2 separate regions of the Capsicum annuum genome follow, and region 2 is linked to region 1. A link is a contact called in public Hi-C data. All regions are on one chromosome and are shown on one strand. The core of a region is the stretch at or near the end of the contact, and the rest is flanking DNA. Distances in the headings are between cores, read along the strand shown.

The links. Hi-C and Micro-C count contacts between places; a contact is called where the count stands out from the background.
Region 2: a contact with region 1 is called in a Hi-C map of leaf, with 2.7 times the contacts expected there. The contact joins two enhancer-like sites. A contact is called at or near these places in 2 of 5 Hi-C or Micro-C datasets (leaf and placenta).

Annotation. Positions count from the first base shown.
Region 1 is chr12:72,768,799-72,773,876 of UCD10Xv1.1, reverse strand. LOC107855164 (alanine--glyoxylate aminotransferase 2 homolog 1, mitochondrial) reads right to left here. Exons shown (of 9, transcript NM_001324714.1): 6 at 4,063-4,288; 7 at 3,166-3,279; 8 at 2,997-3,083; 9 at 2,771-2,814. The coding sequence ends at 2,771. Among protein-coding and RNA genes, the nearest start is that of LOC107855164, 8.7 kb to the right of the region's middle. Within about 2 kb of position 1,971, at least 3 of the 5 cell types and tissues checked have an H3K27ac peak or open chromatin away from gene starts, as enhancers often do. A contact at or near this core is called in leaf, where this site is marked.
Region 2 is chr12:73,011,703-73,016,780 of UCD10Xv1.1, reverse strand. No RefSeq gene overlaps it. Among protein-coding and RNA genes, the nearest start is that of LOC107855162, 230 kb to the right of the region's middle. Within about 2 kb of position 1,895, at least 3 of the 5 cell types and tissues checked have an H3K27ac peak or open chromatin away from gene starts, as enhancers often do. A contact at or near this core is called in leaf, where this site is marked.

The sequences.
Region 1 (5,078 bases), core at 722-3,221:
TAAGGTCATGAAAACATAACGTGGTAGAGTCAACTCTTGCTCGTGGAGCATAATTTGTAGTTTGAAAGTCCTTGAGCTAGTCTTGTCCTAAGACAATAGTTGTAGAACATCTCAGAAATGAAAACATAACGTGGTAGAGTCAACTCTTGCTCGTGAGACATAATTTGTAGATTGAACGCTCTTGAGCTAAGTCATGCCTCTAAGGCAATAGCTGTAGAACATCTCATAAATGAAAACATAACGTGGTTGAGTCAACTCTTGCCCGTGGGGCATAATTTGCTGCTTGAAAGTTCTTGAGCTAAGTCTTGCCTCTAAGACAATAGTTGTAGAGCATCTCAGAAATGAAAACATAACGTGGTAGAGTCAACTCTTGCCTGTGGGGCATAATTTGTAGTTTGAAAGTCCTTGAGCTAAGTCTTGCCTCTAAAGCAATAGTTGTAGAACATCTCATAAATGAAACATAATGTAGTAGAGTCAACTTTTACTCGTGGAGCATAATTTATTGTTTAAAAGTCTCTGAGCAAAGTCTTGCCTCTAAGGTAAGAGTTATAAAACAACTCATAAATCAAAATACAATACGGTAGTGTCAACTCTTGCAAATGAAACATAGCTTGTTGTTTGAAAGTCATAAGTCTTGCCTCTACAATGTGATAGTGTCAATTCTTATCCATGAAACGTGGCTTGTTGTCTGAAAGTCATAAGTCTTGCCTTTATAATGTGACACTTTTGCTCATGAGATGTAACTTGAATGGAAGAAATCGAAGAAAAGAACAAAAATAATAAAAATTACGGAAAAGAAGAAAATAAAGAAAAATATTAAAAAAATAAAAATCAAAGAAAATGTTGAAGTTGAGAGAGAATGAAAAAAAATAAAGGTTGATAAAAATTTCGAGAAAAATTTTAAAAAGAAAAGAAAAAATAAAAATCAAATAAAAATAAAAAATTATAAAAGTAGACGTTGAGAGATGTAAAGAAAAAAAGGTAAGAGTTGCAAAAAATTAAAAAGAACAAAAAAAAAAGGAAAGAAGAAATAAAAATCAAAGTAAAAATAAAAAAGGAAAAAAAAAAGAAGTTGAGAGGAAAAATGAAAAAAGTAAGGGTTGAGAAAAATCAAAATAAAAATCAAAGTAATTAAAAGAGAAAAAATAAAAGTTGAAAGATATAAATATGGAGGTGTTATCTATTATGAGTAGGGGTGTGCAAAAATCGAACCTACCGATAAAATGTTATTGATTTATTGTTATTGAGTTATTGGGTTAACGATTTTTTAATGATTTTATAAAAAAATTATTGGGTTATTGATTCGATTCGATTTTTTGTTTTTGGGTTATTGGGTAAACCGATAACCCAATGAGAATGAATGAATATGAATATATATATATATATATATATATATATATATATTTCTCTTTACTTTCTATAAATTAACAAACCTATTACTTTAATTATACAAACTCTTAAATTCTCCTAACAACATTTAGTTCAAACTTGAAGATTCTTGTAAATTAAAACACATCAAGTAGAATTTTTCGTTGCAACTAAGATTCGTTTTTTTTTTCATGTTAGTTACTACTATTTCTATTTTATGATTATTTTCTTATCAGTTTAATCGAAAATCAAACCAATAAGGACTAAAAATCGATAAATCGAAAACCGGTAAAAAAATATCTTATTGGTTTGGTTATTGGTTTAGCATATTTAAAAATCGATAAATCGAACCGATAATATATAAAATCGAACCGAACCGACCGATGCACTCTCTAATTATGAGGATCATTTATGTAATTTACTCCATTAGTCAGGGGCAATTTCGTTAAAAAAAATATTAGTTAATAAAAAATAGCTATTTTAAGAAAGCTTTATTATTTAGGGTTAAAATTTGAAAGTCTTGAGGGTTCTCGACAGTTCCCTGACTTTCTATATGTAATCACTTGTCATTCTGATTATTTTCGTTCAATTATACACGTTATTACGGCCTGCTTTTCTCTACACTGGCCTGCTTTTCTCTAAACTTCCCTCAAACTGCAGTCAACTATATTTGTGCTCCATGAAGGAAACGTTATGACAACAGTAAAATTGTTTTCACGTGACTTATGAGGAGTGACGGGTTTGAGCCGTGGAATGCAATACTTGGATCTTAAGGGTCTGACTGTTTTTTCACGTTAATTTTGCGATAAGTTCAAAACGTTTCACTACACTAGTTGTGTTTTTTCCCCTTGAGGCAAGATGCATTGCAAAGCATAATTTCTTACTAGATTATATTCTCTCAATAAATTTACAAACCGAATGATCTCTAATATAGATAATATTTCACTCTTTAATCGAGCTTAAAACTTCACACATGAATTCCACAAATTGAATAAGCCCTTTTACAGTTCCTCGCTTTCCGAACATCTAGAAAATGGAATTTTGATCCACGTTGAAAGGATTGACTCGGAACTTAATATTCGATTGGAAATAAATTTGGTGACACTAAAAAAATGTATTTGAAGTCAAGTTGAAAAGAGTTGATCCCCGTAGAAGGGACCGATTCATTCATTAAGTGATTGACATGAATTTGGTGATGTTCGGAAGAAGTTGGTAATTGAAATTAAATTGCAAAGAGATACTGAAATTTTATTCGGGCATGTATTTCATTTGAAATAAATAACGTTGGAACAAAATAAGAGGAATGAAGCATCACTTGCTTTCTTTGACATTGTTATTGTACTGGAATAGTTGTGTCCTTTGGTTGAAAGATGGGCGATCTCACAGCCAATATGACAAATTCTCACAACTTTGAAATAGAATAGTCCAATGCATCAACAAGAAAGTCTGCATAAAAAAAGTTGTATTGCTCAAACCAGAAATATATATTTCTTGAAAATGAAATATCTGAAAACAAAAAAGACTTGTAGGGCATATTGGTTACTATTAATGATTTCAAATACACTGATAAAATAGATGGAGTAATCCAAAAACAATAGGCAATATTGAACCAGTAAGTAAGAGGTTACCTGCATCATCCTTGCTGAAACACATGGGAGGCTTTATTCTGAAAACATTTCCATGTAAACCGCCTTTCCCTACTAGAACACCAAGATCTACAGCCAGAACCAAGTGCATCATTAGTATATATACGTCGTTTTTCAATCACTTTTCAATTCATCAGCTGATTATACAAACCTTTAAGCTTCTCAAAGAGAATTCCAGTTTCCGCCTTGGCAGGTGTCTTTTCTTTTCTGTCGGTTACCAGTTCGATGCCAACCATTAAACCCCTGCCTCTCACATCTCCAATTACTGGCAATAGCAAGGTACGTTTAGTGATAACATTAATCGGATGATGCATGTCACAAGGAGGAGATCTAAAGGATCATTAAAGCAGAGGACTTGGAGACGAGTCAAATAAACTCTTGACCTGCCTAGGCAATGATATAACCTCATGTATCATAGGCTACCAACCTAAACATGGCCATTAATGAAGCAAAACAATGGATGACGGAAGCTACTAATAATACAATGCAAGCAAAAGTTACTAGATTCATAGAGATGTAGAACAACATATAAGTTATCATGCTAGCTTATCCATCATGTGAGTCTCGAATTATTCCATCCGATTAGGCCTATGAATATGCAAGCATACATTTCATGCTTGTTTGAGTAATAGCAATGAGATTTCCCAATATCATGCTAAGAATAGCTAGGAGTTCCAGAAGAAGATGCCATTTGTTTGATGAGAAAAAAAAAAGAACAATGAAAGTTCGAGTGGCTGAAGAAGCTGAATTCACTGCTAAACATGCTTAAGGAAAGGCTTCTTAATTTTGCATGAATGGGGAGGAAAGAAAATCATGCATCTAAGACTTGATAACTTTACAACGAAAGCTTTGCACAGGTCTCATAGAACTGGAATAAATGGAAGTAATGAAGATGATTCAGTTCTTCCTCTTACTAACAAAATGATGACAGGATATCAACATTTGGTGCTATATAGACCAAAGAAATATATATCTTGTCAAGGATGAAAAAGAAATCTATGTTTGCTTATACATACATGTCTGAGTTTAGAAAGCACAAAAGACTTACTGTCGTGTCTTTTCTCTAGATCCCTCAGCCCACCAAGCAAGTGTGAGCCAACCTCGGCACAATGCTTCTGGCGTTGTTCCTTCTCAATAACTTTGAGTACTGCATGTCCACCAGCAGAGCAAACAGGGTTTCCACCAAATGTATTAAATTGCACCTTTTGAGCCATAACACTTGCAATTTCTGGCGTTGTGACAACAGCTCCAAGTGGTAAACCATTTCCAATACCCTGAAAAATAATAACCATGGGGGTAACAGACTATCACACAAGATCAAAAGACATGCTATGTCTAACACCCCGCACTTTCGGGCTAAAGTTGAACCGTCTTCCCTACGTTTATAGACCCGAACCCAATGGTTTCTACTTAGATATGAGTGTGAATAACATACCTTAGTGTGGGAACATCTTTGTAGAGAAATATATGTGTTAAACATCCCCTAGCTCAACTTAAGTTGAGCACTCTCCTATCGATTTGACTTTTAGTTGATGATTTTTCATGGGTCAACTTCCAGCAACCATTTCTCCTTGGATATAAAGAGTTATGTAGCCCTACTATATATCAAATTAAAGCCCTTTGAGTCTTATTTCCAATGCCACCAACCGTTCGTCAATCCGAGTCCGGAGTCAAAAGTTATGAGTGTTTGAGTAAGGCACTGTTCAGGGTGTGAGATGGCCATTCGCCGCAAAGCAATCGCCTAAGCACACTGCCTCAACTATGATTTGGCCATGCGATGCAAACCCTAAGGTTTGCTTTGTCCATGCAACGCATAGCCTATCCGGGGCGTCAAAAAGTGTTCTGTTTGATTTATTTTAAGGGCATAAAGGTCTTTTATCATCCCATAACCATTCCCAACCCTCTTTGGACGAATATTAAACACGTTATTTTCTCTTCTAAAGTCCCCAAATCATCTTCCCTAAATCAAACAAGGAGAAACTACCTAGGGCTAAGGAATTCAAGCTTCGGGGGTCCAATTTCTCTACGTTCTCTTCAATTTTGCTCTCCGTCAAAAGGTATGTG
Region 2 (5,078 bases), core at 646-3,145, 240 kb before region 1:
TATAGCTATCTTAACTTCCTTTATCTTGTTCCAAATGGTATTATTGGTTCCCCAGGTGCCCTGTTTGACCAAGTCTCCTTTACCTTCCTTTTGAATTCAGCATGATTCAGCATTGTAGCATACAATTTGAAAGGTTTTTGGTGCATGTCTTTGGGCGTTTGTGTGCAGCAATTGATTACAATTGGTGAGTGGTCTTATACCCCTGGACTCATATAGTTAGCCTTAATATGACCCTTATTCTGTAACCACTAATAGTTCCCAAACGCCTAGTCAATTTTACTATAAACTCTGGTATCAGCTACCTGTTTGTTGCACCATGTGAAGTAGCGTCCTGTGCCTTTTAGGGAAGTGATTTGATTGACTTCTATCATATCTTGGAAGACCTAAACCTTTTATACCTGACCTCCCAGGTCAACTAGCTCCTTCCACAACTCCTGTCTCTCTCCCAATTCATTTCTAGCATACACTACGGTCAGGAGGCAAATGAACTATGTGTTAGAGTTAACTACCTCATAGTGTATAAATTATGCCCCAATTTATATTATCTGCACCTGGATATACCTCTACAAAATAAGCCAAATCCTTTCATTTGCTGCCTAGTCATAGTTATCTTGGAAATTCCAATCTCTCGCTATATTATTTTTTACTTTATAGGCATTATGACATCTCACTCTAGTTTCTATAATTCCTATCACCTCCACTTTATTCTTCCTCGGAAAGATTTTTAACTCCTTCTGTTTAAAGGGATTATTAAGCCCTCTAAAGTTCTATGAGCACACAATCATGGGGGTTGAAATGAATCCTCTCCTCAAGCACTAGTCTCAGCTTTCTCTTCTACGATTTCCTTTCCTTTCCTGATATGTCCATATTCATCTCCACTCACAATAGGATAAGGATTTACCTAGGTAACATCTTCACAATTATTCAACATATTATGAGGTAGTTCAGGCTGTAGAACCCTCTTGACTCTTATCTGCATTTGCCTCTAGTTCTTTATTCTGCTCTGAGTTGGCTTTGTCTGTTTCTTTAGGTTCCCATTGTTGAATTACTCTCCTACATCTTCGGTTCCTCCTTCTTCTCCCCTGTTGTTGGGGAAGGTTTATCGGTTCTTCTTTGTTAGGTTCCTTCTTAAATAGGTATTCATCTACCTTGTGGCCAAAGCAATTACAATCACCACAAGACTTCAGAATCCAATCGTATGTGATAGTTGGTTGTATGGTCCCTATGGGAGATGTAAGTTCCACTTGGGTAGGTAACATGTGACTAATGTCCACCTCTACTAATACCCTCACGTATGATATTCTTTCCATCTCAGCCATATACTTATCTATGTACAGAGGTTTCCCTCAAACACTAGCCAATTTACTAAATGATTCCATCGACCAATAACCTAGAGGTAAGCTCGGAAACTTAACCCACAAGGGTACCTTGTTCAGGAACTCAGGGTTAAACTTGAATTCGAATGTCCAATCCTTTAGGATAAGTGGTCTATTCCTATATATGTAAGGACCTGATTGTATCACTAGGTCCCTATCGGCCATCGTAGCAAATTTAAAGATGTAATAGCCATCGTCGTGATATAGTACCTTTGGTTTCATCATGAAATTCCACATATAAACTATGTAATTCTCCATAGATTTGAAGAATGGTGAATCCCCCAGCACATATCTAATCAATGCAGAGCTCCAGTGATTTGCCTGAACAAATATATCCTCCTTCTAAAGCTGCACAATTATTTTCTCTCCCTTCACCATCGGTGGTATATCAGTGCCTTCCCCATTTGTGAGCTTCGATTTGGGGGTTTCACCTAGTCCTTCTCCACTTCTATCTTTACCTCAGCTTGGGCTGGGGGAGCTTGAGACGAGGACCCACATCAGAAAATTGCAACCTCCAGGGAAATTGTGAGTCCTTTAGTTTTCTAGTAATCCTCTTCCCTACTGGATCATGTTTTTCCATTCTTACCTCCACTATCTCAGTTTCCTCATATATTGGCTGAGATGAGCCCGGGAGAAAGTTCCTAAAGGTTAATGGTCCTAGATGTTATTGAATTCCACTTGTCGACGTAACGATGACTGGCGGTGGTGTAGCTATTTTTCGAGGAGCCATTCTCACTACCAGCGTACGTTAGCATCCTGCTATCGTACGCCTAAAGAAAAATTATGCTTCCTATGTTGGGTTTTATGTTATTCAGACATCTATTTTATTTATTTTATATGTTGGCCTGACTTTATTCTAGAAGTTTGGCCCTCCATAAGTGTCATCATCACCTAGTTTTTGGGTTGTGATAGCTATTGAAACTTTAATTCACCTTTGTGTTTCTCAACCTACTCAGATGAATTAACCATTAGACGAGGGTTGGAAACCTCAAATTCTTGTCTTTAACTCTTTTTCCTAGTCTTACATTTTTTTCTCAAACAAGAAAAATCATACCAGATGAACTAATTAATGATACAAGCAATAACAGTATGAAAATCTATACTTTTGACTCTAAACATGTAAATTCACCATGGCTCCACAATCTTAGTTATGATGTTTATCCCCTCATATATTTAAGAGAAAAAAAACCATAGAAATCATAAGATAAGAATAAACTTATGCAAATGAAATCGCAATAACTCAGTTTGTATTTCAAAACCCATGTGAGTTGCCAAAAACCACAAAAAATGTAAGAATGATAGTATTTTTTGCCCAAAACATAAGATGATATGAAATAAACCCTAATAGTAGTTATTTATAGTTAAGGAAAAATCTAAATCTAATTAAACTCAAAAAAAAGACTGTCTCACGTCTCACTATTGAGCTGATGTTTCATCGACTAGGTGACGATCCATCGCCTTAATCGTCTCCTCTATCCAGTGTAGATCACCTTGAGTCTCCTAACTCACATGGTCTGTTCAATGGTCCATCATGGCAGTGGCAGTTCATCAACTGCTTTGTCACTTGATATCCTTCACAATTGCGTAACTGCTTTGTCACTTGATATCCTTCACAATTACATATAGGTTAGGTGGTACGATTTGAGTACCAAATTGGCTAAAAGATTGAAGGTTCGACAAATTGAACATCGACTTGTTGACACTTAGTATTACACACTGATTTAGCTTCATGATCTGGAGGATGATCAATCACAGGATTAAGGGCTCGTCAAGTGGCCCATCAAGTCCCTCTTTTAAGAACAATTAATAATGTTTCTTGCCTGAACACACTATTCTGCATATGAGACACAACAGTAATCAAATCCAACATAATTCGCTTAAGAACTTGCAGTTATTCATTGTTAAAAGCATCAAATATGTTGTCAAATATTAGCACATCAAACATTCTTCAAAATTGTTGAAGTAGCAAATTAAATTTTTAAAGCTTATTAAATGTCTACATGACAACTATATGACCCCTCTTTTCTTACTCTTTCTGTTTAGTGAGTATAGTCTTCATTTCATAAGACTATTCATAGTGACAAAAGTATGTTTTCATTTTTTAAAGATCAAATTTTCAATTCAGGCATATATATTTGTGTATATATTTGAGAGATGGAGATAAGTATGAAAAAAACATCGATGATTAAAGATTCACTTATTGAAGAAGATTCAACTCGAATATTAAAATTTAATATTCAATGGATATTAGATTTAAAGAATCAAGAAAATATTAAAGTTGAAGACTCAACAAAAAGAGTTCAAGATCCAATAAAAATTGAATATTTTAACTTGAACATTGATGATTGTGTGTTCTATTAATATAAATTTTCTAAAGAAGGAGAGGAAGCATTTGAAAATGAAGAATTAGAAAAGACATATGTAAAATTGTTGAAAATATTACTTCCCGGGTTTTATTACGAATATAATTATATATTATTTTAGATTAAAAATTATTCCTGACTAGTTCATTCGAAATTTTTCATTTTCAACAATTTTTTTCATTCTTCTTTTTGCACTAATTTATTATCTTTTATTTTGTTCGAATGTATTCTATTTCTTTTAATAAAATAATGTTACATAGAGCATTATTTAACACAAACTTGATTATATTACAAAAAAGATTGAGATAATAATAATAATAATAATAATAATAATAGCTCAATTAATTTTAGTTTGTTGAGAAAATATTTCATTTCAATAATGATGCTCAAAGGTTCAAAATAGACTCCAAAAAAAAATAGAAACTAGATTCATTTCAGATTAATGAATACATCATTGACTAGTTCAGAATCACACTTTAGACAAGTAGAAAGGTGACCTTTTTTCTCCAGCGTAGCTTTCTTTATATGCGGGATATTGTACTTATTGGAACCTTTTGCTCACATAATTTCTACCATGTATGAATGCAATATTAGAAAAACACGATTAGACTTCTCCTCCAAAAATGATTCATATGCCATTAGAAAGCTATTAGTAAGCTCATTTATGATCTAAACTGACTCATATTATTGTAATGATCGAGTAGCGTTGTTAAATTTTAAACCCAGCATGTTCAAACCATGAGAACTATGAGGTTGACATACTGAATAAATATCAAATCAGTCTTTGTGGGTTGCTTTCCAAAATTCTTCATCTTGATGGATATTTGTGATCTAGCATTATATTGTTGGATAAATATTGAATAAACTGAATCACCTCTTGACCACTTTTCCTTGATGGAATTATTTACCTTCTCAATTAAAAATGACAACATAACGTTTTTATTTATTGAAGATATTGAATTTGTTTCTAAAGTGTCTGCACCTCTATTAACGTTGTCTCATTTTGATGTCTTGTGTATGAAAAAAGTTAATATCAATGTTTTTATAGAATAACTCACTTTCACTAAAAAATAATAACATTTAGCGACAGCCATTTTTTCTCACTATTCTATGTAAATCCGTCGCTAAATAGAAATAGCAACGGAATAACGACGGATATGTGTTTGTTGCTATATTGCTAACCTCTTAGCGACGAAAAAAAGATTTTTGTTGCTAAACTTGTGACCGATTAGCGATGAAATTTATCGGTTGTTGATGTTACCGATTGAATATTACGTTACTATACCATTGATATTTTCAAAATTCATTTTCGTTGTGGCTAAATTTACAACAGAATAAT